Regions from separate parts of the Mus musculus genome. Here region 1 is linked to region 2. A link is a contact called in public HiChIP or PLAC-seq data. All regions are on one chromosome and are shown on one strand. The core of a region is the stretch at or near the end of the contact, and the rest is flanking DNA. Distances in the headings are between cores, read along the strand shown. Region 1 overlaps Nsmaf (neutral sphingomyelinase (N-SMase) activation associated factor). Region 2 holds the start of Ubxn2b (UBX domain protein 2B).

The links. HiChIP or PLAC-seq counts read pairs in DNA pulled down with a chosen protein or histone mark.
Region 1: a contact with region 2 is called in an H3K4me3 HiChIP or PLAC-seq map of bone marrow-derived macrophages, with 3 times the contacts expected there. The contact joins the enhancer-like site here to the promoter of Ubxn2b in region 2. A contact is called at or near these places in 15 of 39 promoter capture datasets (the 3T3-L1 cell line, 3T3-L1-derived adipocytes, the HPC-7 cell line and 10 more), 2 of 115 datasets of contacts at active chromatin or transcription factors (bone marrow-derived macrophages and fetal liver) and 3 of 9 other capture datasets (adipose tissue, liver and pancreatic islet).

What each region holds. Positions count from the first base shown.
Region 1 is chr4:6,425,535-6,429,080 of GRCm38.p6, reverse strand. It overlaps Nsmaf (neutral sphingomyelinase (N-SMase) activation associated factor), which reads left to right. Exons shown (of 31, transcript NM_010945.2): 10 at 560-689; 11 at 2,608-2,679. Among named protein-coding and RNA genes, the nearest start is that of Nsmaf, 27 kb to the left of the region's middle. Within about 2 kb of position 1,495, at least 51 of the 459 cell types and tissues checked have an H3K27ac peak or open chromatin away from gene starts, as enhancers often do. A contact at or near this core is called in bone marrow-derived macrophages and trophoblast stem cells, where this site is marked.
Region 2 is chr4:6,189,306-6,193,001 of GRCm38.p6, reverse strand. Ubxn2b (UBX domain protein 2B) reads right to left here and starts at 1,897. Exons shown (of 8, transcript NM_026534.2): 1 at 1,789-1,897. The coding sequence starts at 1,872.

The sequences.
Region 1 (3,546 bases), core at 246-2,745, 240 kb before region 2:
TATTGATAATTTAGTTGTTTCCACACTACTTTTTAAATTCACAAATCAGAAATGGAGTTATTTTTTAGTTAAGCATTTTAGGAGTAGAAAAGGCATCTTTGAGTGGTTTTATATGGAGAAATGAAACTGACCTAAAAGCAATTGTAATTATGTGTTCTAACCCTGATAAAGGAAGTGTGCTAAGGGTAGGGTCTTTCTCTGTGGCCCAAGCTCCTGTCTCAGCTTCCTCCTAGTGCTGGCATAAAACGTAGCACCGCTGCTCTTTATGTAGGCTCTAAAAGTCGGTCTTAACAATATAAAAGTAGGAAGTCACATGATGGAGAAAGAGCTTCAGGACTGATCAGTTAGGAGACATTTGTTTCTGTGATATGTAAGCTCTTCAATTAATAAACAAGCCAGGCCTCCATTGTGCCATTTGAAAGCATGTCAACCTTATTTAAGCAGCCACTTGATGACTGTAGTGTTTCGGCAGGTAAGCAAGCTCACTCACACTGAGGTTAAGCCGAGGCAGTGGATTGGTTCCTAACTTTTCTTACTTTTGCTGGAAACATCTTTGCAGGTTCCAAAGTGTTTCTGAAAAGCTGCACATGGAGTGCAAAGCAGAGATGGTAACACCTCTAGTGACGAACCCTGGGCATGTGTGCATTACAGACACCAGCCTGTATTTCCAGCCTCTCAATGGGTACCCGGTACGTAGATCTCGGGGCCATGTTCAGTGCTTGCTTCTGTCTTTCAGCTAAATTTTCCAGGAACCTGATGTTATAGTTACTATGCCCTCACATCTTGGGGAAGGTCAAAGTCGTTTGACAACCCTGTGTAGCAGTGTGGCTTCCTAGTGCCCTGTGTAGTTGGAGTAGATGCACACTCCCCCGTATTTCAGCCATTCTGAAGGACCTTGTACCCAGTAGTGCGTAAAGAAAGTCCGCCCCTCCTGACTATGGATGAGACTTCTCCTCCTGCTGGGAAGCTCGGGGTAAGACACCCAGAAAAGGCTGTGGTGAATGAGAAGCTGATGGTGAGAGGGGGACTGCTTGCTTCTCCTTCACTGCAGACAGTGGGTCTCTGGCTTCCGTGAGTGCTGGTGTAAGGTTCTCACAGCTAGTGTGGCATCATGTATGATGCCACAGTCAGCAGCTGTAGGACCGTCCCCTCCCACCATCTAGGAAATCATCTTCTCTTTGAGAACACTAGACCTAAAACTATGCCAGGAAGTGAACACAAACTCAGATCTCTACACCACACTAACACTAGTAGAGACTCACTGCTTGCTTTTCCAGAGATGGGCCTTTTCTGTGTGGGCCATGCTAGCAGGACAAGTCCCGTCTCTCTGGCCACACAGCTGTGCCGTTTGCAGGGAACCTTAACCACAGGGGGCGGGCATTTTCTGTGGAAGAAGAGAATGCTCTGGAAATTGTCTAGGCTTCATTGGCTCTAAACACCTCACTCAGACATGGTGTCATAACACTTTTGTTCACTAGATGGCGGCACATACTGGGCAAAGCTTCCAATGACATGGCACATGGCTGGCTGGCTTGGTGTTCTCTGATACTGGCTGCTACTGTTACTATTTTTGGTCAGAAACTTGCAGAAAATGTATGGCACCACAGCCTCAGGGGACACAGTGCACATGTGTTTATTCCCAACTCCTGGCCAGGCTTCCTCACTGATGCATAGCCTGGCTTTCCTGTCACCTGGGAGCAGGAATGTTGGAGCTCTGCCCTTTACCTAAGCATACAATATTTTCTAATTTTGACTCTCTCTTATTACTGTTTATTATTATTATTTCAAGTTCCAGAGAATCAATTTTTTTTCCTTTAAAAAAGTAACAGCTTTAATTATGTTTTAATTTATGAGCTTTAATACTCTGTAATATTAAGGAGATGAAAAACATAATTCTTTAAAATAAAAAAGATGATAGGGAAAAGCAAGCCCTAGAGAAACTCAGGGCTGGAGCAATGGTTCAGTAGTTAAGAGCATGTGCTGCCAGCCATGAGGACCAGAGCTAGAACCCTGGCACCCACAGCACATGGCATCCCATGCATCCCAGAAACCTCAGCGCAGAGCTGGGTGGAGACAGGTTCAGGGAGAGACCCTGCCCCAACAGATAGGTGGAGAGAGAGCAAGAGCGAGAGAGAGAGAGAGAGAGAGAGAGAGAGAGAGAGAGAGAGAGCAAGGGGCACCTGATGAATCCTCCTGGCCTTCACATATGAGTGAAGATGCATGTAGCCCTACATACTTAGGTGCCTGCAGACACTCTAAGGTACATCGACAATCAGACAGACAGACAAATAATTTTCTAAAAGAACAGACTTTTTGAATAGCTATTTATGCTCATTCCTGAATGTTCCACACTATACACTAACCCTTGTGATACCTGAAAGATGAAGGTACCATTTTCATCTGAGATTACTGACAAGGGTTAGAAACGTGTCCAAGCTAAATGTGAAACCAGGTATGATTTGTCCAAGATCTCACCTAGGTGTTCACCTGCAGCGCAGTGGGAAGGCAAGGATGGGCTTCTCTTCCTCCCTACTGTAAGATACAACCAAACAGTTTCTAACTGAGCTACAGTTGTGACACTTGACACTGTCTCTGTGCTTTTTAAAGAAACCTGTGGTCCAGATAACACTGCAGGATGTCCGGCGCATTTACAAAAGGAGGCACGGCCTCATGCCTTTGGTGAGTTCGGTTGCCTGTGGGGGAGTCAAGTCTGCAGTGTAGCGGCTGAATGACTTGTAGGCCCCTGCACAGGCCTGGAAGCACACATGTGCAGTCTGTGAGCATGTGGAAGCTAGAAATTGATACAGGAATTACATTTCTGGAAATAAGAGGTTCTATTGCAGAAAATATTTTTTTGTTCAAAGAGCAAAACGCTGGAGAGTTCTCCAGCTTCTTGCTCGTGAGTTTTCAGAGCTTCTGGCCTGAGGCTAGACCAGTGTTTGCAGAGCAGTCCAGTGTGCCTCCACCTTGTACCCACTGCAGGTGGGTCTCAGAGTGAGACTGGGAGGACCCTCAAAGTCCTTTAGTACAGGGAGAGCGAACAGGCAACCAGCCACAGCGTTTAATGTAGCCTTTGAGCTCAATGAAAGAGAAATAGGGAAGACAACCATTAAGGCATTGGGCTGCCTCTTCCCACCACGTCCCTCACCGTGCACAGAGCACACTTACCTTGGTCTCTCATAGGCATCTTAGAAATGAATCACCACTCAGGAGATGAGGCCACGGTGTTTTGGACTGACGTCAATATAAATTCATTTTCTCTTGCTGACTATAAGTAGTTTGGTTTTGTATTTTTAGGTTGTAAAATTCAAGCACTTTGCTACCTATTTTCTGTCCATTTGTAATGTTGGGAGAAAACCAAGGAAAACAGATCTGACTAGAAACCTGTGCTCTTGCTATAGGCCAGCAATGCCAGCAGAGCAACGAGATTCCTATTGGTTCGGCTTCCTGGCTGCCGGCCCGCGGCCCGAGGCCCAGCTGCTGCACAGACACAGAAAGCAGCCGTGAATCCAGGCTCTCCTGGCTGGCCTTTCCCATCTTACTTTG
Region 2 (3,696 bases), core at 648-3,147:
GTAGAGGCTGACAGACTATTCTGAATGGCAGCTGAGATAGATTTCTGTTCAGCTGGTCATTAATTCACTGGTTTTTATCTCCTACCTGATGCTGATCTCTGCATTCTCCAAGTTCATCTTCTGAACTGCCTTTGTTTTGTTTTGTTTTGTTTTGTTTTGTTTTTTGCTTTGTTTTATTTTGTTTTTTTGTTTTTTGTTTTTTGTTTTTTTTTTGGCATTCAGTGATGCTTCAAACTATGCTTAGTTCTCCAAACAGTTATGAAGGTGTCCAAAAGGTTATATGTGGTTAAAATAGAGACTGTTCAGGACAATTAAACCTAGATTATTCATAAAACAAAATAGAATTCCTGAATGAGGCAGCTTCTAGACCCAGAGCATGTTGGGAAAACTCCAAGTGACAATAAGATGTGACTTTATGAAAACTAGCAAGCCAGACACAGAAAATACACTGCCTCACTAGTGTGCTGTTTAGTTTTATGTCAACTTGACAAAGCCAGAGATATCAGGGAAAGGGGGGCTCGATGAAAAAAAAATGCCTTCATAAGGCTGTAGGCAAGTCTTTGGAGCATTTTCTTAATTAGTGATGGATGGTGGAGGGCCACACACACTATGGGTGGTGCCAAACCGGGGCTGTGAGCCCAGGGTCCTATAAGAAAGCAGGCTGAAGAAACCTTGGGGAGCAAACCAGTACGTAGCACCCTTCATAGCCTCTGCATCGGCTCCTGCCTCCATGTTCCTGCTCTGACGTCCTGTCTGATAAGGAACTGTGAGTGGAAGCATGAGTCTTTCCTCCCCAAGCTGCTTTGGTCATGGTGTTTCATCACAGTGACAATTACTCTAAGATAACGAGCTAACTGGCTCCGGGGTCACCGGAACCAACCAGTGCTCAATTAATACCATTAGAATTCTGCATTGGCTTGGTCTGTAAAGCTGCTTTACAAGCCTGTTTCAAATCTGAGACCTTTCACAAAATTTGATAGCACACAACAGTATCCACTACTACTTCTGGATTTGATGTCCTATTTGTATCCACATTTCCCAGAGCTTCAGCACAAAGTTAGAATGGCAAACGGTCAGTACGTCTGGTTACAGAATGAAGACCTGCTATAAAAATGCTCTGTCAAGGTTTGCGAATCCAGGCTCATTTATTCTGAACTATAACCCCTAATATATGTTTAATCGTTTGAGTTTTATCAATGATTTCATGAGGAGATAGAAAAAAAAGGCTAAAATGGACAAGCAGTATTAGCATCGGACAAGTGTTTAGCTAATGCCAGCATCCTAACATTGCTGAGTTTTATTTCTGTTAAGCTGTTTTGTGAACTCTTTCAAGCGAGCTGTGACCAAAGCCTGAACTGTTTTAAGCTCTCCCCTGCAAAACCGCAGGCTTTTGGAGAAGAAAGTGCTTTTAATGTATAAATCATCAAACGTGAAAAAGCATCCAGGAGAACAAACCAGCACGCGTCATTTTTAAAGTTACTTTTTTAGTGATGGCTGATTTATCACTGGCCACAGCAACTCCCCAAATGCAGGCAGCATCAGCTGGGAGGCACCCAGATGGCTCGGCAAAATGACATTTGCTTTGTGCATCCAGCGTGAAGGGAACCCCTGTACCGCCGCCTGAGGCTAGGGCACAGGATTCCACACGCACCCCTCCGCAATGCGCCTCCAGGAGAGACCCTCCAGTTCTCCGGAGACAGGCTCAGGTGAGGTACAAAGTGGCTCTGGCCCGCGCCCGCCATGCCCACGCCCTCTCGCCCGCCGCCGCCGCGCTCCATGCCTGCGCACCTGTAAGTCCCGCGCACTTGGGGGCCGTGGCCTGGAGGACCCACGCTCCTGCTCCTCCGGCTCCGCACGGCCACCCTCCGCCATCTTTCACCCGCTTGCGGCGCCTGCCCCGGACCGCGACTTCCGGGGTTGGTTGCTTAGCGACTGTGGAAGGGGCGGAGCCACTCCGTGACTCCCACTGCCTTGGAGAGGGGGCGGAGCCGTGCCGGGTTCGTGGTGTTCCTCCGGGCTCCTTTTCCCCCCACCAGCCGGTGCGCACTCGCTGTAGGGTTCCGGTCCGCAGGGCTCGCCAGTTTTTCAGTTTTTGAGATCTCTCTATAGTCACCATTCGACTCGCTGGGAGATGCTGTAGGTTGCCTTTAGAGCGCAGCGTTGTCTTCCAAGTTCATTTAACTCAACAATGCAATATCTTAGCAGATGAACAACTCCACCTTTCATTTCCCCTTATCTGTCATTTTCCCTTATCCAGGATTGGATGGTAAATTAGTCCTTCTGAGTGGATCCGTATTGAGGATAGGAAACACGGTAAAGCTTTTGGCAATGAGAATGGAGACTCTTAAGCCATCTTCTTTTCTGCTGGGATTGACTTAACTCTCATCTTAAGTCCCAGACACTTACACCTCCAAGAATTGCCTCCCAAGAAAAAAAAAAGAAGCCTTTATGAAATTTATAAGCTAGGAAGGGAAAGAAAGATATAAGCAGGTAACAGAGTACACTTTACTTTGCAAAGAGTATTTATTACTCGCGGACTGTATGTGAATGGAGAATACTCTCTTGGTGCCTGTTGTGTGTACCATGCTAGGTGGGAGCCTACAGCCTGCTGCCTTGGCTGTTCTTTGAGTTTCGAGCACTTAAAAAAAATAAACAAAAACAAAAACTTATGAGGTAGAGAAGATGAAACTGAGAGGTCTGCAACAGACCTTTTAGAATTAAATCCACATCTTAGCTACTTTTCTTGGTTGCCCCTGGTATGTAGATACAGCCACACAGGCTTTCAGGTTTCCCACGAAGACGCTAATCACATGATTGTTTTAAAAAAAATAAAATGTGTGTCCTTTTCTCCTGAAAATTTATTTAGTTCAGTTTTATTTTCAGCTTGAGACTCAGAAGGCAAAGGATAATGGTCCCTCTCCCCAGTTCAGTTAACTCAACAGTGCTCCACTCATATTGCTGAGTATGTAATGATGTACTTGAGCGAGGCAAATGATAATTAAACTAGAAACTAGCAGTACAAGTTACCAAACCTTGCATTGCTGTCTTGATACACATTCTGCCTTAAAAATTCCCATCATGTTTTTGACAAGAAATGACCTTTTAATGTTGGGCCTTGAAGGAGAAGAACTTTTCACAGTTGTTGGGCCAGGAAAGACCACAAGTAAAAAGTCACAGATAAGTTCTAAGACAGATAATGGAAACATCTTACACATGTCAGCAAAATACTACCTGGTTGTTTAGAAATGATTTTTTTTTTTAGAAGCGATTATGAGGTGGTCAGAAAGAGCCTTAGACTAGAGTTTTGGGCTAAGTTAGATTCTGATGTGTAAGCAGCCAGGCTTATTTACTGGGCCAAGGTCACCAGATGTGGCCTTGAGTAATGAAAATCAGTCCAACTGGAGAGACCACAGCAAGACTGAGACTGTGACAATTCTTTTCAATTTTTTTATTAGATATTTTCTTCATTTATATTTCAAATGCTATCCCGAAAGTCCCTTATACCCTCCCCCCACCCTGCTCCCCTACCCACCCACTCCCACTTTTTGGCCCTGCCATCCCCCTGTACTGGGGCATATAAAGTTTGCAAGACCAAGGGGCCTTCCTAGGCCATCTTCTGCTACTAGAAGAAGATGCAGCTAGAGACACAAGCTCTGGGGGTACTGGTTAGTTCATATTGTTGTTCCACCTATAGGG